4 separate regions of the Mus musculus genome follow, and all the other regions are linked to region 1. Evidence: chromatin contacts called from public Micro-C and promoter capture Hi-C data. All regions are on one chromosome and are shown on one strand. Each heading gives the region's core, a stretch centred on a gene start, on an enhancer-like site or on the middle of the called end of the contact. The rest is flanking DNA. Distances are from core to core; before and after follow the strand shown. Region 1 holds the start of Ep400 (E1A binding protein p400). Region 2 holds the start of Pgam5 (phosphoglycerate mutase family member 5). Region 3 overlaps Fbrsl1 (fibrosin-like 1). Region 4 has its middle 22 kb from the start of Fbrsl1.

What was found. Hi-C and Micro-C count contacts between places; a contact is called where the count stands out from the background. Capture Hi-C pulls out chosen DNA fragments and counts their contacts.
Region 2: a contact with region 1 is called in a promoter capture Hi-C map of liver. The contact joins the promoter of Pgam5 here to the promoter of Ep400 in region 1. A contact is called at or near these places in 1 of 39 promoter capture datasets (neural stem cells), 4 of 115 datasets of contacts at active chromatin or transcription factors (bone marrow-derived macrophages, embryonic stem cells and memory CD8 T cells) and 2 of 9 other capture datasets (embryonic stem cells and liver).
Region 3: a contact with region 1 is called in a Micro-C map of embryonic stem cells, with 1.8 times the contacts expected there. The contact joins the enhancer-like site here to the promoter of Ep400 in region 1. A contact is called at or near these places in 6 of 39 promoter capture datasets (the 3T3-L1 cell line, cranial neural crest, embryonic stem cells and 3 more), 3 of 484 Hi-C or Micro-C datasets (the Ba/F3 cell line and embryonic stem cells) and 7 of 115 datasets of contacts at active chromatin or transcription factors (bone marrow-derived macrophages, embryonic stem cells, large pre-B cells and 1 more).
Region 4: a contact with region 1 is called in a Micro-C map of embryonic stem cells, with 2.2 times the contacts expected there. The contact joins the enhancer-like site here to the promoter of Ep400 in region 1. A contact is called at or near these places in 10 of 39 promoter capture datasets (the 3T3-L1 cell line, 3T3-L1-derived adipocytes, the C10 cell line and 6 more), 1 of 15 datasets of contacts at CTCF or cohesin (the NIH/3T3 cell line), 6 of 484 Hi-C or Micro-C datasets (CD4 T cells, CD8 T cells, the G1E-ER4 cell line and 2 more), 3 of 115 datasets of contacts at active chromatin or transcription factors (all in embryonic stem cells) and 1 of 9 other capture datasets (liver).

The regions. Positions count from the first base shown.
Region 1 is chr5:110,767,512-110,773,924 of GRCm38.p6, reverse strand. It overlaps Ep400 (E1A binding protein p400), which reads left to right and starts at 3,208. Exons shown (of 52, transcript NM_029337.2): 1 at 3,208-3,433. It overlaps Gm15559 (predicted gene 15559), which reads right to left and starts at 2,976. Exons shown (of 2, transcript NR_152254.1): 1 at 2,663-2,976. Pus1 (pseudouridine synthase 1) reads left to right here. Exons shown (of 6, transcript NM_019700.4): 6 at 1-258.
Region 2 is chr5:110,266,688-110,273,100 of GRCm38.p6, reverse strand. It overlaps Pgam5 (phosphoglycerate mutase family member 5), which reads left to right and starts at 3,202. Exons shown (of 6, transcript NM_001163538.1): 1 at 3,202-3,449; 2 at 5,836-6,014. The coding sequence starts at 3,262.
Region 3 is chr5:110,360,985-110,367,397 of GRCm38.p6, reverse strand. It overlaps Fbrsl1 (fibrosin-like 1), which reads left to right. Exons shown (of 19, transcript NM_001142642.1): 19 at 3,519-5,647. The coding sequence ends at 4,356. Among named protein-coding and RNA genes, the nearest start is that of Lrcol1, 19 kb to the right of the region's middle. Within about 2 kb of position 4,132, at least 184 of the 459 cell types and tissues checked have an H3K27ac peak or open chromatin away from gene starts, as enhancers often do. A contact at or near this core is called in bone marrow-derived macrophages and embryonic stem cells, where this site is marked.
Region 4 is chr5:110,467,440-110,473,852 of GRCm38.p6, reverse strand. No RefSeq gene overlaps it. Among named protein-coding and RNA genes, the nearest start is that of Fbrsl1, 22 kb to the right of the region's middle. Within about 2 kb of position 2,377, at least 31 of the 459 cell types and tissues checked have an H3K27ac peak or open chromatin away from gene starts, as enhancers often do. A contact at or near this core is called in embryonic stem cells, where this site is marked.

The DNA of each region.
Region 1 (6,413 bases), core at 1,959-4,458:
GATCCTGCCACTGCTGTGTGTGCTGAGGCTGGAATCTCTGCACCTGCCTGTCACTCAGGACGGGGGGGAGCCAAGAATTCGGGGGCTGGCTTGTGGATGTAGCCTGGCTTCATAACCTCAGGATATTAAATTCTCATCCCAGGAATCAGCTGCCGACTTTAGCCCATGCATCGTGTGTATACACCTTAGCATGAAAGGGCACTTTTTAAAAAAAGTGATTTTTTTTTTCCTATTAAATATGTTTTGCTTAGTGAATTATTCTTTGCCTATTTTCCTTTTCTGGCTGTGAGATGAGTGCAACACTGCTGTGTTCGGGATAGCTGAGGGGTAGGCACAGAAGGTCAGCACGGGGTGTGGTTGGCTGGGCAGGCAGTAGATGTAGCCACTAGCAGTCTGCTCCCGGCTGCTGCTGATACTCTCTTCCTTCCATCCGGACCTGTCCTTTGAGACCATCCCGGTTTTCTCTGAAGTGGCTACACTGGTGATTTCATGCTGCCTATTCTTGGGAGACCTCAAGGGGGACCGTGCGTCAGCAGCCCCCACCTTTATGCCCTAGTATTCTTCACCTCCTTCTGGGTCTCCTTTTTTTTTTTTTTTTTTTTTTTTGGTTTTTCGAGACAGGGTTTCTCTGTATGGCCCTGGCTGTCCTGGAACTTACTTTGTAGGCCAGGCTGGCCTCGAACTTAGAAATCCGCCTGCCTCTGCCTCCCGAGTGCTGGGATTAAAGGCGTGCGCCACCACGCCCGGCACTGGGTCTCCTTTCTTATGTGCTAACCATGTATCCCTCATCCCTGGACAGCCACGGCCACTTACTCAGCACTAGGTTTGGAATGCCCTTTCAGTCCACAGTGTACTCCTCCCAGACCTCTCTCGCCTTTTATGGGTGAAGGCATTCTCAGATCTCTAGCATAGTCAGTGTTATGGGGCCCTTAGACCTACACAGATGGCTTCATCCCATGACCTGCATTTTTGGTTTGTTCGGAATGGCGAGCAAGCAGTTTTAGAGGAGTAACAGCTCCGTGAGGCAGGGAGGGGTCATGTCCTCAAAATGGGTATTCCTTTTTTTTTTTTTTTTTTGCAGAGAAGTTGGGTTTGCTTTCCAGCAGCAATATAGTGGCTCCATACAATCTGTAACTCCAGTTCCAGATGATCCAACAGGCTGCATTCAGGCAGGCAAAACACTTATAGACAATTTATTTTGGCGGTTAGTGGGATGGCTTAGCAGTTACAAGTGCCTGCTGGTCTTACAGAGGGCCCAAGTTCAGTTCTCAACACCCGTGCTGTGCAGGTTATACCCACCTATAATTCTAGCTCTAGAGGACTCAGCCCTCTTTTCTGGCCTCTGAGGACACTCGTTCATGTATGCATATCCCACACTTAGACACACGTGCACACTCCTAATTAAACAAATAAAATCTTTTTTAAAAAAGTATGTGTGTGAGTGTGTGTACATGTAAGCTCCCTAATGTGGGTGCTAGGAACCTCATTTTTTTTTTTTGCAAAAGCAGCAGTGCTCAGAAACCCTTGTAAGTTTCTAAAAATTATAATGTGTGTGTGTGTTTGTGTGTATGTCATGTGTATGTGTGTGTGTCATGTGTATATGTGAATGCCTGTGGAAGCCAGAAGAGGTTGTCAGATCTGGAGCTAATTACAAATGGTTGTGAACCACCTGATGTGGGTTCCGAGAACTGAATTCAGGTCCTCTCATGGCTAAGCCAACTTTCCAGTTATCCTGGACTTTTTTTTTTTTTTTTAAAGATTTGTTTATTTCATGTATATGAGTACACTGTAGCTATCTTCAGACACACCAGAAGAGCATTGGGTCACATTACAGATGGTTGTGAGCCACCCTGTGGTTGCTGGGAATTAAACTCAGGACCTCTGGAGGAGCAGTCCGTGCTCTTAACTGCTGATCCATTTCACCAACCCCTATCTTGAGCTTTTAAAAAGATCCTTTATTTTAGAGTTTCATGCATGTATGTTTTGGTCATATCCACCTTCTCTTCATTTCCCCTTATTCCCTACAACTTCCACTGGCTCCTTCCTAACACATTTCCCTCCTGTTTTTTATTTTGAGATGGGGTCTCATGTATTCCAGGACAGCCTCAAACATGATGAATGGATGAAGCCAGCATGAACCCCAGATCTTGCTGCTTCAGCCTCAAGTTCTGGGATTATAGCAGTGGTTCTCAAACATTCTGATGCTGTGACTCTTTAATACAGCTCCTTATGTTGTGGTGACCCCCAACCATATTTCATTGGTACTTCATAACTGTAATTTTGCTACTGCTATAAGTTGTAATGGAAATAAATATCTGACATGCCGGATATCTTATATGTGACCCATAGGCTGAGATCCACTGAATTACAAGCTTGTGCCACGAAGCTCAGTTAATTTCTTCCTTTTTTTTATAGTGTTTTTAAAATTATAATCTTTTGTTGGGCAGTGGTGGTGCATGCCTTTATTTAATCCCAGCATTTGGGAGGCAGAGGCAGGTGGATTTCTGAGTTTGAGGCCAGCCTGGTCTGCAGAGTGAGTTCCAGGACAGCTAGGGCTGCACCGAGAAACCCTGTCTCAAAACAAAACAAAACAACAAAACAAAACAACAACAACAAAAAATATATATATAAAATCTTTTTCAAACTCGTACTACAATCTTACCTCCTCTTGGGTCGTGGTTTCTTTTGCATTTCTGTGATGTCTAATGATGCTGGATGTATTTTCAGACTTCTGCTCACTGCGCCTCAGGCGCCTTTTTGTTCATAGGGCTAGTCCCCTATTTCCCACGGAGGCGGAGCACACCCAGAGGATGCGATCAGGTCCGCTCGAGCTTTCCTAAACAGCCTCCCCCGCTGGAGCGAGTCGCCAGGTGGCGTAACTGAGTGAAACTCGGGGTCCGCCCCCAACTGACGAGGCCACGCCCCTTCCCGAGTCTACCGGAACTTCCCCGAGGCCTGAGGCTCCGCCTTGTACCCATGAGGCCACGCCCCAGCCCGCGTGCACCGCCTCAGCCCCCCCAGCCCTTCCCTGCGCGTGCGCCGACTCCCCTCGTCCTGTCCGAAGCGGTCCCGCCTCGTACGGATGAGGCCTTTCGGAGGCGGCCCTGAGGTGGCTCTCCGCTCTCCAAACTCCGCCCAACGCACCTCCTGCATACAGCTCCGCCCCTAACCGCCTGCTTAAGAAGCCGCTTCGGTCCTGCCTCCGCCGTCAGCAGCGCCTCAGCTTCAGGCGACCCCGCGCGGCTGCGAGCGGCCCTACAGGATAGGTACCGTTAGTCCCTCGCCGCGCGCCGTAGCACCGGCGCTGCTACTTCCTGTGCCCGTGGACCCGGATGTGCCGAGCGGCTGCGGCGCGCTCGAGCCTCCCGGCTGTCCTGACGCGGCGGAGCGCGGCTTTTGCTCGCGGTGCAAGCGAACGGGATAGCGTCAGCGGGTGAGAGGCGGGACGGTGGGTGGTAGGCGGCAACGGCGGCGTGCCGAGCGGTTGTGTTTAGCGGTGCTGCTGCTGCTGGCGTCGCGGCGGGCCCAGGCCGCGGCGGCGCTTTGTCGTGGGCGGGCGGGGCCGAGGGGCCGGGCGGCGCTGAGAGGGGACCGGTCGGTGGCTCGGCGCGTGGTCCGGCCTCAGCAAGGCCCTTCTCTGGTCAGCGCTCTCGAGTGCGCCGTTCTTTCTGGGCAGGCGCGCGGCCGTTTCCGAGCGCTCGGGAAGGCGGGGCTCTTAACGCCCGCGGCACCGTTGGTCCGCGGCGCGCGGGGCTTCCTTTCGCGACGTAGAGCCTTGAGCGGAGACAGAGCGGGAAGGACGCCGGGGATCTGGCAGAGCTCCCCGGGCCGGGGCTCGGAGGTGTACCATCAGCCGCCGAGCCGCTGTCTCCGCAGGTCTGTCCCTAGGTCCAGTATCCTGGAGCACCGCGACTTGGAATTGGGGGTTGCGCTCATCCCTGGCACTTGTCACTTGTGCTCTCGATTATACGTGTGGCAAAAACGGTCCTTGTTTTGTTTCGGTTTTGGTTTTGTTTCGCTTTTCCATTTTAAGTCAGGGTCTTACCCTGGAGCCTTGGCTGGCCTTTTAACTCGCCATTTAGACCAGGCTGGCCTTGAGCTCACGAAGATCCGCGATTCTTGTACCTGGGTGTGTGTGTGTGTGTGTGTGTGTGTGTGTGTGTGTGAGAGAGAGAGAGAGAGAAAATGAATGAATGAATATGAATTATACAATTTGGATGGCCACAAGGCAAACCACATGTTAACTTTAAATCTTCTTTTTACGTATTTAGGTTTTCTGAGACAAAAAGTCTCATGGAAGTCCGAATCAGCCTGGACTAGACTCATTAAGTAGTCCAAGCTGGTCTGTAATTCTTAGCAATCCAGATGCCTCCACCTTGATACTGGGTTTGCAGGTGTGAGACATCATGCCTGGCTGTTTTTATTTACTTGCCATTGAGAGGAATCTTTGTGTCCCAGGCTGGCCTCAGATCCTGGCCTCAGGTTATCTTCCTACCTCAGTCTCTTGCGTATCTGGGAGTGCTGGTTCCTGCTGCAGTGCCCAGCCCCCTCTAACCCCCTTAATTTATTTATATATTTTAAAAAACCCAAAAAAACAAAAAACACATGGTCTCACTGAGTAGTTCTGGCTGTCCTGAAACAGGCTGACCTCGAACTCAAAAGAGATCTACCTGCCTCTGCCACCTGAGTACTAAAGGATTGAAGGTCTACTCCACATCTTCCTCCCCACCAAATGTTTAAAATCTCAAGATAGCCTAATATCGAAAGTGTCATTATTTCCTTTTATTGTATTCTTCTAACTTTAAAAAAACGTTTGGCATTATCTAATGAAACTGTTTTAAGTTGTGTAGGTACCATGATCATCCAACAGTACAATAACTGCCTCATAATGTTGTTGATACTGTTGTCCCTGTGAGGCATTTACTGGTGTTTTGGCTTCTGTGTTGGGTTGCTCTTTGTGGCCCACTCAAGGTCATAACATAGCATTCCTCAGAATGGCTGTCTGTTGTTTTCTGGCCACCTTATTTACAACTACATAGTAACCTTTCCTTGGGTTAATCTTCCCCTCCAGTTAACTCTTTCAGCTCTCAGCTGCCTTGTATTCCTGGGTGGGAGGGAATTTTTTGTGTGCTCTCAGTCACCATTTCCTCCATTTTCTGTAGCATCTTTACTTAGCCTTTTGGTCATCGCCTCTCCAGTGATTAGGCGCCCCTGTTTCTGAAGGCTTTGTTCTGGCTGTCCATAAAATTAAAAAAAAAAATGTGTGTGTGTGTGTGTGTGTATGTGTATGTGTGTGTGTGATGTGTTTGTATATGTTTATATTCTGTGTGTGTATGTCTCTGTCTGCCTTGTGTGCCTGACGAGACAGGAGGGTGTCTGATCTTCTGGTGGTTATGAGCTACCCAGCATGGGTGTTGGGATTCAAACTCAGATCCTCTTGAAGAGCACATATGCTCTTGACTCCTGGGCTGTTTCTTCAACCCTGTTTTTTTTTTTTATTTTGTGTGTATAGGTGTTTTGCCTACATGTATATCTCTGTGCCACTTGGGTGCCTGATGCCCACAGAGGCCAGAAGAGGGAATCAGATACCCTGGAACTGGAGTTACAGAGGATTGTAAGTCACCATGTTGGTGGTGGGAATTAAACCCATGCCTTCTAGACGAGCAGGCAGTGCTCTTAACTGCTGAGCCATCTTTTTATTAGCCCCTGTCCATGAGTTTCTTGAGGCTGTTAGCAAACAAGTAGAAGCATTATCTTTTTTATTTGTATTTATTTATTTTTTTGGTTGGTGAGCCATAGGTGGCCTTGAACTATGTAGACCTATCCTCAACTTGAACCTGTGATCCTCTTGCCTCTGCCTTCTGAGTACTTCCATTATAGACAGGTATGTGCTGCCCTACTTGGCTGAACGCTTCATTTTTGATATGTTTAATTTTTGTTAATGTGTGTGGAACTGGGGATCAAATTCAAGTTCCTCCACATGCAAAGCAAGCACTTAACCACTGAGTTATCCATACCCCTTATTCTTAAACATTTGATGTTTTAACACCCTTAGTAAAGGGTGTTAGTTTTTGGTGTCTTTCAAATGAATTATTTGGGTATGGAAAGTGTTCTTGAACGTGGGTCTCAGGTTGAAGGAAGAATTTTGAAATGTGAGGGTTCTTTGTCGGGGAGGAGGAGAGAAGCTAGACCTCAGTGATTGGGTGATAGAAGACCTTTTAGTGTAGCTGCCACTGTTCTGCTTTGGAGGTTGAGCCCCAGTTGGGTTCTGGCTCTCATTGAGTTGTCTTTTATATAAGATGGAGACCAGTTAAGCAATACTGGCCATAGCAAGTGCTAACCCCAAAACCTGCTCTGTGTGGTGGGCCAGTGGGAGTTGTGATAAAACAGTTCACTGGTCAGGTAAGCCTTTC
Region 2 (6,413 bases), core at 1,953-4,452, 500 kb after region 1:
TAGGCCAGTATGGTGAGGTCACTAAAGTATATACAGGTGTTTGTTGGTTGGTTGGTTGGTTGGTTGAGCCATGGTATCAGGTAACCAGGACTACCTGGCTGGCCTTGAACTCATTGTGTAGTTAACAGTAACCTGGAATTTTTATAAAGTCTTACATTGGAATTTTAATTTTTTTGAGTAAAGTTTTCACTAGGCAATCCTGCCCGGCCTAGAATTTGCTGTGTAGATTAGGGTGGCCTTGAATTCACAGAGATCCCCCTGCCTTTGACCCAAGAGTATGTGCATTAAAGGAGTATGTCATCATGGTCAGCCATATCCTGCGTCTTCGTCTTCCTCTAAAGTCCTGGACTTACAAGCATGTCTTTACCATGTCTGTCTTCTTTGCTTTAAAGTGGTGTGAATTCATATTTCTGGCATATCCCAGCCCACATCATTTAGCTCATTTCCTACATATTGGTTGACACAACTACGTATAGAGAAAGTCAGAATGTACTTTTCTAGTCTCCTCCACTCAGACATTATCATTGTGTTTACAAGTGGTTATATGAACGGGGAGCTGTTCTGGTAGGTAAGCCGATAATCTTTCCCTCATATTTAGCTCTAGATACTATGGCCAACAGTTCCTTTATTTTTAAAAGATTTCACTTATTTTTGTTTTATGTCTGCTTGAGATTATGTCTGTATACCATGTGTGTCCACTGCCCTTAGAGGCCAGAAGAGGGTTTTGGATCACCTGGAACTGGAGTCACAGACTGGTGCTGGAAATAAACTTGAGACCTCTGGAAGAGCAGCCAGTGCTCTTAACCACCTCTCTATTCTCCCCCAAGTCACCCTCTCTTTTTTGAGACAGGGTCTTATGTATTCCAGGCTAGTCTTGAACTCCAAGGATGCCCTTGAACTTGTGAATCTCCTATTTTCACTTCTCATTTGTTGGGATTACAGATGTGCTCCACTATACCTGATTTAGGCAATACTGAGGATGGGATTCAGGGCTTTGCATAAGCTAAACAAGCTCCCTACCGAATGACCTGTGTACCCAGTCTACCAATATCTATATATAAACCCATAAAGTGGTCCTTACAACTGCACTGTCACACGGTGTCACAATTCTGCATGTACCTCCCGCTTATTCTGTCCATTACGCCTTTTCCCTTACTTTGCAGTGATAAAGAGGAGTGCAGAAACAGAAGCAGTTTCCTGAGATGAAGCAACACATTTATTTGTTTACAAATTTAATGCTCAAAATAGCCACGTAAGCCAGGCTTGGTGGCAAGGGCCTTTCCCCCATCACTCAGGGGACAGAGGCAGGTGGATCTCTATGAGTTTGAGGCCAGTCTGGTCTATACAGCATGCCCCAAGGCATCCAAGTCTACACAGTATGATGGGACCCCCATCTCAGAGGAAGGAAAAAGAAAAAGAAAGAAAGACACAGAAAAGGACACCTAGTTCCAAGAGGACAGACTGTGGGAGTCCAAATAATTTAAGGTACCTAGAATACAAATCAGGGAGACCTACATCCCTGTGGGACAAAGAGGCAGTAAGGAAGCACTGTTAAAGAAGAACTATTCTGTAGCTGGGCGTGGTGTCGCACACCATTGATCCCAGCACTCGGGAGGCAGAGGCAGGCGGATTTCTGAGTTCAAGGCCAGCCTGGTCTACAAAGTGAGTTCCAGGACAGCCAGGGCTACACAGAGAAACCCTGTCTCAAAAAAACAAAACAAAATAAAATAAAAAAAAAAGAACTATACTGTAATTTTGTTACAGATTTTTGTTACACACACCCTATTGATGCTTCCTGTGAAAGATTAAAGCATCTAACAGGTCCTGCTCTGGTGCCTGGCTGAGGTCCTGTCAGGAAAGCAGCCTCTTAAGGACAACTAGCCACACTGCCCTCCTGGCAGCCAGTTTAGATATTGGGGCTCACTGGGCAGACACCTCTGCAGTCATATGGGCCACCAGAACCTCCGTGGAAGACTTGCTCCAGTCATGATCTGTCCAGACAGCCTCCACCGACACTGAGCAAGACAGCATGGTAGTGAACTCTGATGACCTTGCAATCGTCTCATCCAGGCCAGGGGGAGGCTCTCCCTTGGTGGCTCTGCAGAAAACCTGCGATTGATTCAAACGTGCATGAAGGACTGCCAGGATTGGGGCTAAGACCCTTGCCATAACACCCTTTTCTCTTTATATATAAGCCGACTGAAACTCACGTTTCAGTCAGTGTGAAATACAGCCTCTGTATCCTTTTTTTTTTTGGTATGTCAGGCCTTAGAGGGTTTTTGTAAAAAAAATTTAATTTATTTTTATCAATAGTAGGGTAGGCTGAGCTAGGAACACCAAAAGGCTGAGGCTAGAGAGAATAGAGAGCTGAGGTGAAAGAAGGCTGTGGAAAAAACAGATCCTGTTGCTAAGACTTTTAGGGAGCTGTCTAGCCAAAGGACCGCCTTAGCCATTGTGGAAGGCCAAGGGTTCTGAGAATGTCTGAGGTTAGAGGTTCATTCAGGAGCAGTAATATTACCAAATGCCTGCTGCTGTTCATTGTTGCTCAAAGATGAAAATTATAACAGCTGCCAAGTGCTGGGCCGCTTGGTAGTTAAAGCCCAAGCCTGGAGCTGTAAGTCCGTGGGCCTGCCAGTCTAGTCCCTAGGCCTTGGGTACAATGGCCCTGGAAGAGCAGGTGGACACCTTTCCTACACAGAAGGACCCGGTCAATTGGTCAAAAGCAACTAGAGCGGTAAAACTTGGAGGCGCGATGGTAGGTGCCAGGGACTAGGGGTGGGGAATGGAGGGTTGATAGTTGAATGAAGAAGGTTCTTAGGGAAAAAAATGGAAAGAATTCAGGAGGTGAAAGTTGAGAGTATGCATACACTTAAAGATTACAAATGAAAACATAAAAACTTCAAATTGAAGTGCCAAACTTGAGGTTTTTCAATTCATATAAACCCAGTGCCTGCAGGCAGATTTCTGAGTTCGAGGCCAGCCTGGTCTACAGAGTGAGTTCCAGGACAGCCAGGGCTACACTGAGAAACCCTGTCTCGAAAAACCAAAAAAATAAAATAAAATAAATAAATAAACCCCAGTGCCTGATTTCCACCCACTAAAGGGCAGGCATCTGCGCCTGCTACCCTGCGACCACCGGCAGGTGGCGCCCTGGGCCGCGTTTCCTGATTCGTCGGGGGGGGGGGAAGGGGCGGGACTTCCACCAGCCGGAAGCGGAAGTCTGCTCCTGGCGTCCCGCCGTCAGGTCGCGCGATTTGCGGCATGGCTTTCCGGCAGGCGCTTCAGCTGGCGGCCTGTGGTCTGGCCGGTGGCTCGGCCGCTGTTCTCTTCTCGGCGGTCGCGGTAGGGAAGCCGCGAGGTGGCGGGGATGCAGACACGCGCGCGACCGAGCCGCCGGCCTGGACAGGAGCGCGAGCCGGGCGCGGCGTCTGGGACACCAACTGGGACAGGTGCGGGGACGGGAGGTTTGGGCTCGGCCCTGCTTCCTCACCTCCATCCCGGGATGGCGGAGATCGGTGCTCTGAAGGGAAGGGGACGCTGCGTGCTAGTGGGTCTTGAGTTTGTGTGAATCGGTGGCAGTGCCTGGATGGCGCACCTCCCGAAGGTCTTCGCGCCTGGGCCACCCGTCTCTCTGAGGGACCTCTAACCGCCCGGACCCCATACTCGAAGAGTCCTTGTTCAGAGACAGTGCACCAGGTCTTTGTCCCAGGACCACCATCCTCTGTGGGCCTGAAATTCCAAAGGATTAAGTCTTACTCAGAGTCAGGGTCTTGATAGACAGCCAGGTTTGCCTCACAAATTCTCCTCCTGCAGCTTGGGGAAGATTGGGACTGCAAGCATGCTATCCCTTCAGAGGCCAGAGAACCCGTGCGTGAAGTAGAGCCAAGGGTTGGGTTACCCATGGAAGCCGGGTACAGTGGCATGTATAGCGAGTGGCATGCAGCTTTAATCCCAGCACTGGGAGTCAGAGGCAGGCAGAACTCTGAATTCTGGGCTATATAGAAACACCTTGTCTCAAAAAAAAAAAAAAAAAAAAAAGAAAGAAAGAAAAAAGAAATGACCTGATTTTAAATGTTTCATATTTGCTTGCTGTGTCTGCTTACGTGGATGGATTGGTACAGTGGCCTTGTTAGGTGGGGAAGGATGCATGACAGATGGATCAACAAGTGCCGGAAGGGACTAAAAGGGGCATATCCACTTGGTTTCTTTCTGGTATGCCTTCCTCTCTGACAGTCGTCTCCAAATTTTGTCTGGTCCAGCCCCACACACGGCCCTGTAGCTGCAGCAAGACTTTGGCCTGGTCTGTATATGGGACTAACACCCCAGGTTAGCCTGCTCAGATCATGCTTGAGCCGCCACCACCACCCTTTCCAGACCTTCCTCTTCCACCATTGTGTTAATTTGGGCAGCTCTGACTTGTCCTATTCCTGCCTCCTACATTTAACTGAGTAGCTTCAGTTTCTTCGGCTCCTACGTCCACTCCACTAACTACAGTCCTCAACATTGTGATGGCCACTACCCCAGTGACTGCTCAACACTTAAAGTGTGTTTAGTGTGACTTAGAAAAGAGCTCTATTTTTATTTGATTTAAAATTAATTATAGTAATCCCTCTGTATGGTGGGGGATTGGGTCCATGATCCCTGAACATATCAAACTCTGTGGATGTTCATGATAATGAAGTATTTACAGATAACCTAGGCATCTAGCTTATCCTCCTGTATACTTTAAATCATTCCTAGATTATTTATCACACTCAGTACAATAAAATTGCTACCTAAGTAGTTGTTAAAATATATAGCTTGAGGTTTTAAAAAAAAATCACATACAAAAAGGTCTGTTTAGTTCAGATGCAAACTTTTGAGTATTTTTTGATGCCCGGTTGATTGAATATTGAGTGTGGAATCTTGAGCTACGAAAGACCTAAGTATAGTTAGACTTACTTATTCAACCTGGCCTTTTGTGATCCTTCCGCCTCAGCTTTTCCAGAGTGTGAGGAGTCCAGACTTGTACTGTGAGAAAGCACAGCCAAGGTCCTGTGCCTAGTATTTTTAACTTACGTTAGGGATGTTAGTATATGCTCGCTTGTACTCCTCATACTTGGAAGGCTGAAGTAGAATTGTTGTGACGTCAGCCTGAGCTACACTGAGAGGGCCTGTCTTATCACCAGCAGAAGTAGTAAATGAATGAAACAGCCCCAAGACTATTGGAGTCACACAGACAGTACAGTTCTAGGCTCCGCTGCAGTGCAACTATCCACTCTCACATCTCTTGACACTGCTTGCTTATTTGAGGCATCATTGGGTTTCTCCTTTTTTTTTTTTCCCGTCTCATGTGCACGTGTGTGAGATCACATGTGTGTAGGTCTGTGGGAAAGCCCGGGGTAGTTATGGAAATTGTTTCTCAATCATACTTCTGGATTATTGTTTAAGGCATGGCCTCTCAGTCAAACCGAGAACTTGCAACACAAGTAGTCTGACTAGACAGCTTCTTCTAGGGGTCCCGTCTCCACGTTCTGAGGCTGCAATTATAAGTGGGCCATTATACCTACCCAGTATTTATGTGGCTTCTGGACTCTAGTCTTCCTGCTTGTATAACAAGCACTTTAACCTGTGAGCCATCTCTTCACCCAGCCTGTCTTCACCAGGAACATGAACCTGAGGCTTCATGTTATATGCAGGAATAATATATGTATCAACCAGAGCGAGCCTAGCCTTTTCGGGAAGAGTCTGTGAGGCTAGGCTCTCTGGCCTGGGCTTCTCCCCCAGGCCTTTTCCCAAGCACTGAAAGGTGTCTTGGACAAGAGGTCATAAGATAAGACATACTTTTACAATTAGGCGAGAGCCACTGTCACTCATTAACCTGAAGAAAAGGAATGTGGAATCTGGAGAAGACGAGTTGACATCCAGGCTGGATCACTATAAGGCCAAGGCCACAAGGCACATCTTCCTCATCCGGCATTCCCAGTACCATGTGGATGGCTCCCTGGAGAAGGACCGCACCCTGACACCATTAGGTATGACTCATTGGTTGGTCTTGAAGTTAGTTACAGGCTGAACCAGGGATCTAGGCCTTCTCTCTGCTCCCCCTCCCCCTCCTACCTTTCAGCATGGTGGTGATACAGCCAGACTCTCACTATGTAGTCTGAGTTCCTGATTCCCCTGCCTTGCTTCCCAAGTAGGTGGGAAGGTGAGCATTGTGGTGTGCCGTTCCATTTTAAACAGTTTATTGATAGATGGCATATTTCCCACTTGTATAATACTCAAAAAGAGTTGGATGGTCACAATGTCTCCAGGATTCTCCTCTAGCAGATTGTTTCTCCAACCTGAGGAGTTCTGTGGCTTCTGACCCCTGGGCATAAGCAGGGTATCAGGTCTCCACTGTGGTGTAGGTTACTGTATCCAGCAAAAAACTC
Region 3 (6,413 bases), core at 2,883-5,382, 410 kb after region 1:
ACGATTCATACCACCCTCAGCACCATGTCTGTTCCTAGTATGAAGGTCCAGGAAACCCCATTTAAAGCATTCAAGCACTCTTCTAAAGTCCTAAAGTCTCTGTTCTTTCAATAAACAGCACGATAGGCCTGTCACATCAACACCCTACTCCTGGTACCACCTTCTGTCGTAATCACTGTTCTGTTGCTATGAAGAGACACCATGACCATAGCAACTCACACAGAAGCAAGCATTTAACTGGGAACGTCTTTACAGTCTCAGAGAGTCAGTCTCATTATTATGAGACAGGGAGCGTGGCAGCAAGCATGGTGCTAGAGAAGTAGCTCAGACAGACAGATTGAAAGACTGACAGACTGAACCTGGCATGGGCTTTGACACTTCTCCAACAAAGCCACACCCATATGAGCCTATGGGAGTCATTCTTATTCAAACCACCTCACTGTCAAAACTAAAAATATTAGTATTATTTTAATATAATATATATATATACATACATACATACATACATGTAGAGAGAGAGAGAGAGAGAGAGAGAGAGAGAGAGAGAGAGAGAGAGAGAACTTCTGACGCTACTGTTAATCCCAAAGATGTGATAAAAAACCAACTACCCAAATAATCATCATCTATATGTACAGGCTGCCTCCCCTTAAGGTCAGCATTGAACATGGGCAAGATAGGGGTCAGGGGAAGGGGGTTTCTAAATGGGGGATGGGGCAAGATCAGCAGAATGAAAGAAGCAAAATAGTGTGTGGTCACAACAGGTGGTCATGATAACCTTTTGACAAAGATAGGGTTGCAAGATGGTTATAGCAACCTCCTAAAACAACGCCATGGTTGCTGTTTCTTGGAATGGGCTGGCTGTACAGAACTGTTGGTAGTTAAGGTTACAGGTGGGGCATAGCCCACTCTTTGAGAAACAGAGATTTAATCATAAACAGTAGTAAATCTAGTTTGTCTTTATTATAAGATGGCTTTCAAGCCTAAGATGGAGGCAGGCTGGTTCATCAGTTACCTCTGTAGTTTATCATAAAAGGGGTTTAGTGATCTCCAGAGGACCAGGCAGTACCAAGGAGTTTTATGGATGCTGCTGGGTTTTTGTTGGTACCACCCGGGTTACGTTTACCAAGATGGTGGCAAGGTCACACGGTTGCTTCCATTCACAAGCTAAGATGGCAACAAAGCACATTTCTGTGCAGGGCGAGCTCAGTCCTGACCGACCCTAACCAGGGCTCGTTCCATCCAGAAAGAATTTAGCTTTGTAAAATTTAGCTTTGTATCTTTTCCCCCTTCACAAGTGACAAAAGCATTTTTAATGGTTTTGTATTTTTCTTAATTTTGTGCTCTGACGACATTTTAAAGAACAAAAAAAAAATTTTTTTTTTAAGTTGGGATTTGCAGTTTAACTTCTCAGATCCCATTTGAGCCCCAGGGTTTGTCTTATTTATGGAAAGAAATGGTCTTTCTGTCCAGCGCACTGTGAGGCTCCGAACTCAGGCCCGGCTCTGGCCTTCCCTTGGTACTTGGAGCCGACGTTACAGATATATATTAAAATAGTAATTAATAATAATGTACAAAACTTTGGGTTTTCTCGTTCCACCCTTTACCTTAGAAAGACACTTTAGTCAGTACGGCTGGGTATAGGAGGGGGTGGAACCTACGGCCTACACAGGCAGAGACAGAGGAAAGAGTGAGTTCTCTCTGCTGGGTTGCAGAATAGACAAGGGAACGAAAAAGAGTAAAGCTAATATTTGTCTCTAGGTGGGGTGACCGCAGTATCCAGAAGGAATGTTGCTGTTGCCAGCCCAGTTTCAGGGTGGGGGAGGGGACCAACACTTCCTATTTACCACCAAAGCCAGGCGTGGTGGCACACGCCTTTAATACCAGCACTTGGGAGGCAGAGGCAGACGGATTTCTGAGTTCAAGGCCAGCCTGGTCTACAGAGTTGAGTTTCAGGACAGCCGGGGCTACACAGAGAAACCCGGTCTGTGGCATCAGTTCCTAGGACCACAAAAGTAAAGCGTTCCCTGGCTTAAATATTAGTAGATGGGGGGTGGGGCACTCCAGGTGGAAGGGTGGACCTAGTGCTTGAGGGTTCCTTCTTCCTCCACAGATGTCCCAAACACAAGATTTGGGGGTGCACTTCAGTCATATTTGAGCAAGGTATACGCTACTGAAATCAATATAATGTGGTTTTAGCAGTCAGGCCAGGGTCAAAAGCCTGCTTGGGTGACATCCCTAGGAGTTGCCCAAGACATTGATGCCCTCCAGTCCAGTAAACCCTAGGCAGTGCCCCTGTAGGTGTCACATGTCTCCTCTCCTGCACAGAGGATGGGATTGTTTGTGGGAATGACTGGATTCTTTCTGAGACAGGAGAGACCCTGTAGACAGGGAGACTGTAGCCCTGGCTATCCTGGAACTTGCTGTATAGACCAGGTGAGCCTTGAACTCACAGAGATCCTTCTGCCTCAGCCTCTGTAGTGCTGAGACTAAAGGTATTTGCCACACACCCAGTGGCAGGTGGACTCTGTCTCACTGAGGTGACTCTGGTCTGATCTGGGAGCCCTACTTGAGTAAGGGCCACCCCCATGGTAGCAGACATTGGTTGGGAGGAGCTTGCTGGGTGAAAAGCAGATGTGTGGGTCAGTGTATGAGGTGGAGGTCACCAGTATCCAGCTAGGGTGGCCTCAGGCCAACACGTGTGCTACAGCCCACTGTAAGCACTGAGGACATGTGGGGTGGAAGGTCCACAGGAGACAAAAGCTGGTCTGATCCATGCAGTTCCTGCAGCAGGCACAACCCTCCTTAGGATGCTCTCTGAGGGCATTGTCCTGCCCCCCACCCCCCAAGAAGCAGAGTTGCCCACCCCCACCCTGTGACAGACCCCCCCCCCTCCCCGCTGTGAGCAGATGTGAGAGAAGAGTTTGCACAGCTGGGGACCCTACCACAAAAGGGTGAGTTCCTCTCCTGGCCCAGGGGTGGCAGTAGATCCCTGCCACCAGACCCTCAAGTGCCCCAGGGCAAGTTGCCCAGGCTAGCCTTGAACTTTATAATGGGTCTTGAACCTGTGAATCTTGTCTCAGCCTCTCACAGGCTGGATACAGGCCTGCGATTTTAGGCTGTTGCTTAAAGCAGCCATCCATCTGTGGTTAAATCAACACAAACCAGCTGCATACACTTGGTGCCTGCTTACGTCTTGAGCAGAGAATTCCATGGTTGGGGCAGTAATGCTGCCTTGCTTTCCCCCACCCGCACCCCATGTGGGAGAACTCCCTTAAGTTTGTCGGGCTGCAGCCAGCCACCCAGAGCTGTATAAAGAACCGAGCCAAAAACCAGGGAAAGATGTTAAGAGCCTCCTGTTGTCTGCTGTGTGCTCTGAGCTGGGGTACTTCTAACACCTCACCAGGCCAGGATACAGAGAAGCTCCACACAGCAGGAAGCTTGAGGTCATAGAAACTTGACAAACGGCTTTCTAGCAGCTGTAGCTGCTGTAGGTAATGGCTCTATCCTGTTGTCCCTAGGGACCTCCTAGAGAAGACGCGCCTGCTGAGCCACGGGTCGCCTGTAGCACCAGTGGGCCACCCCATCAGCAGCCTCCTACAGCGGGGCTCCGGTGAGCTGAGCCGCCCTGGGGTCCTCACCGAGCGTGAGGCTGAGACTCGGGTCAAGGAGAGCCACTCACCTAGCAAAGAGGATGGCGCCAAACTGGCTGCGCGACCTCCGTCACCCTACTGCAAGGCAGCCCTGGGCGACTGCCTACGCCTGGCAGGCCTACTGGGTCGGGAGTCCGGGAAGCAGACGCCTGATCGGCCCCAGGGCGACGTGAAGGTCAAGGAGGAACGCAGGGAAGACGAGACACCGGACCTCACGGGCGTCAGCGTGCACTCCACAGCTACACATATGGGCCTGGGCACAGCAGGCTTCGTGTGGGATCCGCCGCGCGACACCTACCGGGGCCTGGAACTACCGCGCCGCTCCTTCCCAGCCCCGCCGCCCGCTGCGGGACCTTCTCCCTTCGAGCTCTCGGAGCGCGCCTACCGGGACCGCGAGCCTCACGACTACAGCCCGGAGCGCCTGCAGGAGGTGCGCCGGGAGGAGCTGGAGCGCGCGCGCGTGCCCGATTCCGACGCCGCCGCGTTGCTGCCGGCCGTGCACTACCCACGCCTGGCTCCTGGGGCGCTGCACGGGGCGCTCCTGGCACGCACCCCGCCGGCCGCCGCGGTGCTCGGTGCGCCTCCTCCACTGGTGACTGCGGGCGGGGTCCCCACGCCGCCCGCGCATCCCAGGACGACGCTGGGGCCTGGCGAGGCACGGGAGTACTCGCCCGCGTGCAACCCTCCCGAGGTGGAGGCGCGGTAGTCCCGGCGTAGCGAGCTGGCTCACTTAAATTCTTGGGACCTGAGCACAGTTCCCCTGAGTCCCGGAGCAGCGCCACGCTGCAGCCTACATAGTCGAGGACTTTTCGCTTTTCTGGGGGTGACTTCATTTTCCGAGCTTGCGATTAGGTCACTGGGAAAAATTTAGCTTTGTATCTTTTCCCCCTTCACAAGTGACAAAAGCATTTTTAATGGTTTTGTATTTTTCTTAATTTTGTGCTCTAACGACATTTTAAAGAACAAAAAAAAAATTTTTTTTTTAAGTTGGGATTTGCAGTTTAACTTCTCAGATCCCATTTGAGCCCCAGGGTTTGTCTTATTTATGGAAAGAAATGGTCTTTCTGTCCAGCGCACTGTGAGGCTCCGAACTCAGGCCCGGCTCTGGCCTTCCCTTGGTACTTGGAACCGACGTTACAGATATATATTAAAATAGTAATTAATAATAATGTACAAAACTTTGGGTTTTCTGCCTTATTCTATTATGCATAGTTGTAAGAGGATTTCCTTGGTTTGTTTTTTTAGGAAAAAATGTAAATACTCTGTTGATATAATTATAAAACTTATTAAATTCTTAACCTGGACAGTCTATAACAAGTTTCTAGAAACCCCTCTGGTTATTTGTGTACGTGGTCACAAAAACCCACCCGGCTGTCAGTTGTGAACACACTCAACAGTTTAACTGCAACAACTATCCTTCAACTATGCAAGCCTGGGAGGCAGAGCGGGATATTCAGGGGGAGACGGTCTCTGAGCTTCCTACCAAGGTGGTTGGGCCTTCCGGAGAGCCACACTTGTGGATGTTTGCTTAGACTCACAGTGGGCTTCAGGACTGGCTGGCTCTAGTCACAAGGACCAACCTGCACCCGTGTGCTAGTCTTACTGCAGTGTTCTCAGAATTTGTGCAGGCCAGGCAGAATCTTAGACGTTCAAGAGTCTAAAGGTTGGTTACCAGAAGACACAGTTTTTTTCCTCCCAGCGCCCAGCATCTGGGCGTTGCCCTCCCTGTCACTAAGCCTCTCATCCCTCCTTTGGTTTTGGTTTTGCACTCCTGCCCTCTCCAGCTTTCCCGTGTGCTGTGTGTGTGGTGTGTTGTCAGCTTGTCCTTTTTGGTTCTCAACCAGCACATTTATGCTGAATCAACACTCGGCACCCCGTCTACTACTCTGTTCCGTTCCTTCCAGCCTGGTTTCCGCAGTGGACTCTGGTTATTTTAAATAGTCTGTCTTCGTGTCAGTCGACACAGAGAGATAAATACAACCTTGATTTGGATGAAATGTGGTCCAGTGTTTTGTTTGGCTTTGAGGCAAGTACCTCACTGCCTGCATTCCTCCCTGGGGTATGGGGCTCTGGGCTTCAAGGACATCCCGAGACAGTGTGTGGCTGGCATCAGTCCTTGCTGCTTGTCTCCTTCCTCTGCCTCCCTAGGAGCTGTGCTTTTGTGGCACTTCTGCTGCAACAACCCCCTCCCTGTCTGCATGGAACTCCACTGACCTTATACGTTGGTTGGCCCTGGGTAACAGGTGACCCTAACCATCCTGGACACAGCAGCCCATGTTACCAGAATCTATCAGGTTTTCTGCATGGAACCCACCCTTAGAGTCCCACTTCTTGTGGGTGGGGTTTGTGGCTCATAGGAACATGCTACCACACGGGGTTGGTTTTGATCCCCACTGTCTTTAGCATGGCCCAAAATCAGGTTAACCCTTTATGCAGTAAATGAAAACTTAGAATGCCTGAGATAGGAGTTGGCCAACGATCCCCTCCACCTTTGCTCACACAGATGAAGCTCAGGACCCCCGCTGTACATCTGATTTAGTGTATCTCTTGCTGAGTCTTACTTGGGTCAGGTCACCTCACCGAGTGACAGGGCTGGGCGACAGAACACCAGTGACAAACCACAGCAGTAGTCCACCGGAGTCGAGCTTGGGAAATCAATGAGTTGATTGGGCTAACTTACAGAACATGGGTGACCCTAAAAAGCAGCGGCATCACCAGAAAAATCTCAACCCAACGCGAATGAGAACCCAAAAGACAACTTAG
Region 4 (6,413 bases), core at 1,128-3,627, 300 kb after region 1:
GTATAAAACCAGATCCACACAGCATAAAACAGGACTGGTGGTCCAACCTGATGCTACCCTCGCTGGAGATGGTCTGTGTATCAGCAGCTAGCAGCTGGGCCACTTCTCAACCGGCCCTCTCCAACTTTCCCTGTTCTGGCCAGTGCCCTGTTCTCCTTCCTTCTTCCTTCTCTCTCTCTTCTCTCTCATCCATTCACCCCCATTCACTCAGCAAGAGTGAAGGTTCAGGGCTAGACGTGGACAGTTTGTGGTATGAAACATTTGCTCTCAGTCCTAACCACAATGTAGTCAGAAGAACATACTGAAAAAAAAAAAGAAAAACAAAAACCAAACAAAACCCAGAAAGCATCCTGCAAAATGCCTAAGTGATACCCTTCAAATGATTGGGTTTCCATAAGGCAGCCTGGGAAAACCTAGAGGTCCATGGGAAAGAGGAGCCAGGTCTTATGTGGGATACCTGAAGATACTGGGCTGCTGAGGAGGGAGAGGGTGGGAAGTGGGAATGGGGGATGCAGGCAGTTGAGGGGTAGCAGCAGGCCTTCAGAGCATCGAAGTTGTCTCTGACTCAGTACCCATGGATAAAAGTCAAAATTCTGGCTGTTGTGGAATCCCAGGAATTGGAAGCCAGAGTCTGGGGGTTCAAGGTCACCCTCAGCTAAACAGTGAGTTGAAGCCCAGACAGGGATGACATTAGACCCTGTGTCAGAAAAATAAAGAGGTAGATCAAGAGGACACAGCATGGGAAGGCATCTGTGTCCTGGAGCTCCTTTCCTGCTCCTGTCCCACCCTGCTATCTGTCCCCATCTGGTGCCTGATCTCTCTGACCCCTGTCCATCTGGCTCCTGCCTCCTCTGTCTCCTCCAACCCCTGGCCCTCTCTTGCCCTTGTCTCTTGTCTTCCATTCCCTTGCTCCACAATTCTGTACTTAACACTAACCTAACGTTCCCTGTGCCTCCCCCAACCCTGCCCCCATTTTGATGCTCATTCCTTTATCCCTTTCTAATATCACCCTTGGGGGCACCTTCCTAATACCCGTGAAATATTGTGAGCGAGCTCTCTGGTAGTCCCGAACAGCTGACCCTTTGTATTACATGTGTGCCATTGACAGGTTCCAAGTTCCTCATTTATGTATCCTAAGCAGACTGAGCCCCCATGGGTCAGGGCTTAACCCCATCAAAGCTTTGTTCCATGCAGCCACCCAGGTTCCCAAAGGTTAAACCCAAAGAGGGAGGATCCTAACAGGCCCCAAAGTTAGAGTTCTGATTCAAGGCCCCATGTACGCTGTAATTGAATTCCAGCATCCCCAAGAGGAGCCAGGAAATGTATTCTTGCAGTCTGTGGGGCTGAGCTGACCAGACAGGCACCTTTGGGGGCCTTGTTACTATCAAATGGGGATTTATGGAAGCTAGGGCACTCGGCAGGTGGCCTGGCAGCTGGCTGCCCAGGGCTTTGCTCCAATTAACCTCTCTGGCCACAGCTGTGAGATGCCGGGGCTGGCACAGGACCAGCGGCATGCACCTCTCCTATCCCCAATCTTGCAGTTGGCACTTAGGGTGAAGTGAGTGTCCAGCCCCGGCCTTTTTTTTTTTCCAGGATGACCCCTACTGCACACTACTAATAAAACAGTGGCCAAGGAGAGTGGGAAGGGAGTCATGGAAACTGATCACCTGCTGACTGTTCCCCAAAGGCTGAGCAGAGTAACTCTTGCCAGTGGGTGGAGCAGACACAGAGACAGGCCTAGCAGTAGTTACCAAAGCAACAACCACTTGTTAATGCTTAATGGGGTCACAAGACAGCTGTGGGGCTGCCCCACTGACCCAAAGATCCTTAGAGAGCTCCCCTGGGCTTGCGGGCAAGAGGACAGACAAGGTCTAACTGTGTCTGTTTCTGTCTCCTGAGAACGGTAATGTGCCCTTCCAAACCCTCTGAAAGAGTCTGAAATGGGGAGGCTGGAAGGAAGACTGGCCTGGAAAACTCTATGTAGCTCATGCTGGCCAAGCCTAGCTGTTCTTTGTTTTGTTTTGTTTTTGTTTTTGTTTTTTAAAGAAAGATTGCCACGAGAAAGACACAACAGAAAAAGAAGAAAAAGGGGATTAAAAAGAAAAGTTGCCACTGTATAGACCTGGCTAGCCACCAACTCTCAGCAATATCTTTTTTTGTTTGTTTGTTTGTTTGTTTTCGAGACAGGGTTTCTCTGTGTAGCCCTGGCTGTCCTGGAACTCACTCTGTAGACCAGGCTACTGCCTCCCAAGTACTGGGATTAAAAGAGTGCGCCACCACTGCCGGCTTCTCAGCAATATTCTTGCCTCAGCCACGGGGTTAGGGTTAAGTCTCAAACCCTGGGACAAAAGGCTGAGGTGCCTATTTAACATATCAAAGTGGACCTGGCCACCAGGTTCTCCCAGCCTCAACCAATTACTCAAGGCTTGTATACCCTGCCCCCTTCTCTAAACCTTTCTCCAGCCCAAGATCCTCTGGGCTGCCCTTCCCCCAGCTGCCCTTCCCTATATACTCTGGCCATTTTGGCTATTCCTCCTCTTTGGGCCTCCTAGCCACTATACCTAGTTCCTCTCCTTCCCCTCTCCCTTCCTCTTCTCACATAGCTCAGGGTTATAACCACTCTGGAATCTCCCAGATGTGTCTACCTCTACCTATGTTCTTCCCTCTATCTACAACAAATTTTCTCCACCATACCTAAGAACAGTCACATTCTTTCTTTTTTGTTTCCTCTTCTTCCTTCCTTCCTTCCTTCCTTCCTTCCTTCCTTTCTTTTTCTTTTTCTTTGTTAGGATTACAGAGATGTATCCAAATTCAGCAATGTTCTTTGGAATTTGTCTCAAAGAGCCAAGTCAAGGGGCCCTGGCAGAAGCCCTTAAATCTTACCTATTGAAACCCTCAAAATGTGGCCTCATTGGGAAAATCCCAGGTACCATTATGCGATGTCTCCATTCTTCAAGACAGGGTCTCTCTGTATAGCCTTAGCTGTCCTGGAAAGCTCTCTGGAGACACAGAGATCCACCTGCCTCTCCCTCCCCAGGGCTAGGATTAAAGGTGTGCCTAGGGGATGGCATTGGACAGACAGAGGCAGTGGATCTACATAGTAAGTTCTAGGACAGCTAGAGACCCTGTCTCAAAACAAACCAACTGAAAGTATCCATAGGTCAGCCAGGGTTAGGACAGGCTGGGAACCAAGGTCCGGTGCTTTTATCAGAGGAGGTGGGAGAAGGAAGACCTTGAGGAACAGAAGAGATAAGGGTGGCCAGGCCACAAGCCCTGGAGCCTCTGGAAAGCAAGAGAAGGGAGAATGGCCTAGGGACACAGCAGGCATTGAAGTCCTTTTAGGGTAAAATGTTAAGGGGGTGGAGGGATGAATTACTAAAATGCAAAACTATTCCCCTACTCCCACTTGCTAAAGTATTGACTAGCCAGTGAAGGGCACCAGTGCTGGCATTCTGTCTAGGCTATGTCCTACAGTTTCCTGGCAACAGCCAGGTGCACCTGACTCACTATAAAAGGAGCTGCTTGCCCCCCCCTCTTTCTTGCTCCCTTGCTTCTGCTCCCCCCCTCTCCCCATTCCCCTTCCTCCCCTCTCTCTACATGTTCATGGCCGGCCTCTACTCCTTTACTCTCTCTCTCTCACTTCCTCTCTGTCTCTATGCCCTCAACTCCCTTCCCCATGTCCTGAATAAACTCTATTCTATACTGGTCCCTCAAGGGATGCCTCAGCATGGGCGCACAGAGCCCCCCCCTGCCCCCCCCCACCTGACTGCACATCCACCAAACATATTCCTTCTCCTTATAGTTTTCTAAAACACAACAACCAACTGTGTCTCTAGCAATAGTCACGGTTCTACCCCTGTGGGGTTCCACAAGGTACTTTGCAACTTCATGGCACCCAACCACAGGTCACACACCAGATTCCACTCCCAGCATAAAGGCTGAGGAGAGTTCTCCTCTGCTTAGCTTTAATAGAAGAGACCTGTTTGTCTCCCAGATTTTTTGGTACCTATACCAGTAAGTCTTTGCTTACACTTAGCAATCAAGGCCTAACCGGTGCACTTTGTAATTCAAGTGTTAGCGGGAGAGGTAGAGCAAGCTCAAGGGTTCAAGGTCATCCTCAGCTAGGAGAAAGCTTAAGGTCTGGCGGAGAGACGAAATTCAATTCAAATAACAAAAACAAGCACTGTAATGTATGCCTTTAGTCTCCGTAGGGAGTAGGTGGATTTCTTGGAGTTTAAGGCAAACTTGTCTGCAAAACAAATTCCAAAACAAAAACAAAAAAGATACAAAAGAAGAGGGAGCTCCAGAAACGGCTCAAGGGTTAGCGCTGCCCTTCAGAGCCACAAAAGACTGCCACTTCCCAGATGGCGTGCACACCACTCCCATGCTAACTTTTTTACCTAAAAGTGTGTTCCCCCTGCAGCCTCCCCACCCACCACCCCTGTAGGCTGCCACTGTAGTCCCTTCACCTGGAGGTCATGGTGTTCTGATGATGATGAAGGTGGTGGCAATAACAATGACAATGACAGTGATAAGACATGAGCTGCTTTTCAGTTCACTGCAACAAAGACCTGACCTCCTCCCCACCCCTACCCCCTCCCCAAAAAAAAACAACTTAGAAGACAACCTGGTGTCAGTGGCACACAACTTTGATCCCAGCACTGGGGAGACAGAGGCAGTTTAGGGCCAGCCTGGTCTACAGAGTGAGTTCAGGGACAGCCTATGCTACACAGAGAAACTCAACAAGAGGAAGAAAGGAAACCTTACATGAATGAAAGACTCACCACCGTTTCAGAGACCACGGTCCACGGTTACTAGGATCCATGAGCCTTGGCAGAACGGTTACGGTACAGAACAGCTCATAAAGGAGAGGCCTGCTCACTTCATAGCAGGCAAGAAACAGGGTGAGGGTACAACCAGGGACCAGGTAGAACCTCTAAAGCTGCGCTCCCTGTGGCCTCCTCCCTCCGGCTGGACAGGATCTCCTAAGGTTCCCACCATCTCTGAATAGGCACCACTTTCTCAGCATGATGGCTGCTATGTCTGAGGGTTGGGACTAAAACATGGCAGGCACGTCTTTCCAGCCCAGATCCTGTGTACCCCCTTGGGGTCCTCAGGAGGACATCTGGCACAGCTGAGAAAGGAATGGAAGCTGGTCCCAACCCTGGGATTCTGGAGAGCCTCTTCCAGCCTTCTGGGCACTGGGTTCTGATTCCTATGTGGGAAATCTGCCCTGAATCTTACTCTATGCTCGTCGGGATACACAGCCAGCATCACCGCTTCCAGTCTTCTTGGAGAGCCACTACATGTTTGCCAATTGCTGGATATGACCCAGCTATTGCCATGGAAACACCAGAGTGTGTGAACTTTGCCTGGCACATGTATCCTTCTGACAGGGCACCTGCTACAAGCACCCTCCGTGAGAACAGCAAGGAGCCTACTAGCAGAAGGTACAGGCAGTCATGGACCTAGACTATGGCTGCCCAGGGCCACAGAGTCCTTTGGAGGCTATTGCACTCCCTGGGTGAGCCTATTTGCCTTCTTTTTACACTAATTGTACCTCAGCCACCTGAGAAACCTTCCAGCCTCCTCCAAGCAAAACCTTTAGTCAGTCTCCTGGGGGCGGGAAAATCCTCAGGAAGCTGGCAATAAGACACCAGGCTCGAACCTTTTCAGCCCCTGAGCAGGCCATAGCTGACATCCCCACACATAAGCACTGTTCTATTTGTACTTAACATCTGACTGGGCTGTTTGTCTCTTCCGTGTGAGAGTCCCCCTCATGTCCTTCCTTGTGCTGCTGTCCTGGTTTCACCCAAGCCCTTAGGCCCCTGAGCAGGTCACCCTCTCCAGGTATGTGATTCCTAGTACCCACAAGGACCCCTCCACTCACCCATTTTTGTGCCGTCAGATCCTCCAGGACACTCCAGGCGATCAGCCTCATTCCATCCCCAGAAGGATGCTGAGTCGTGAGTCAGTAAAGCTGGGGGTGGTAAGAAACATCCTTGCCTGGCACTGAGCCTTTTCCTTCTCAACAAACCTTCAGGTGTTATTTCCTGGGCAGTCTGCAGTGACCCCGCGCTCTGGAAAGACAGAAGTGCTTCTGTGAGTACAGTGGCTGGAGGGCTGGTATCCTATACCTGGTACTCTGTGTGTGCATGTCTGTGCATAGGCATGGTAAACATTGTGCCGTATGGACAGCTGTGTGTCTAAGTGTGTGTATGTGTATGGGTGAAAGCAAATATGCCTGTCTGTGGGTATATGTGGGAAGTCCATGTACACATGTGAACCATATGCACGGTCATACGTGCATATGTGTATGCAGGTGTTCGAATGTATTGGCATATGGATGCATGTGTAAGCCTCATAGTATGTATGTGTTCACAGCTCGAGGACATTTCAGGAGACTGTGTATA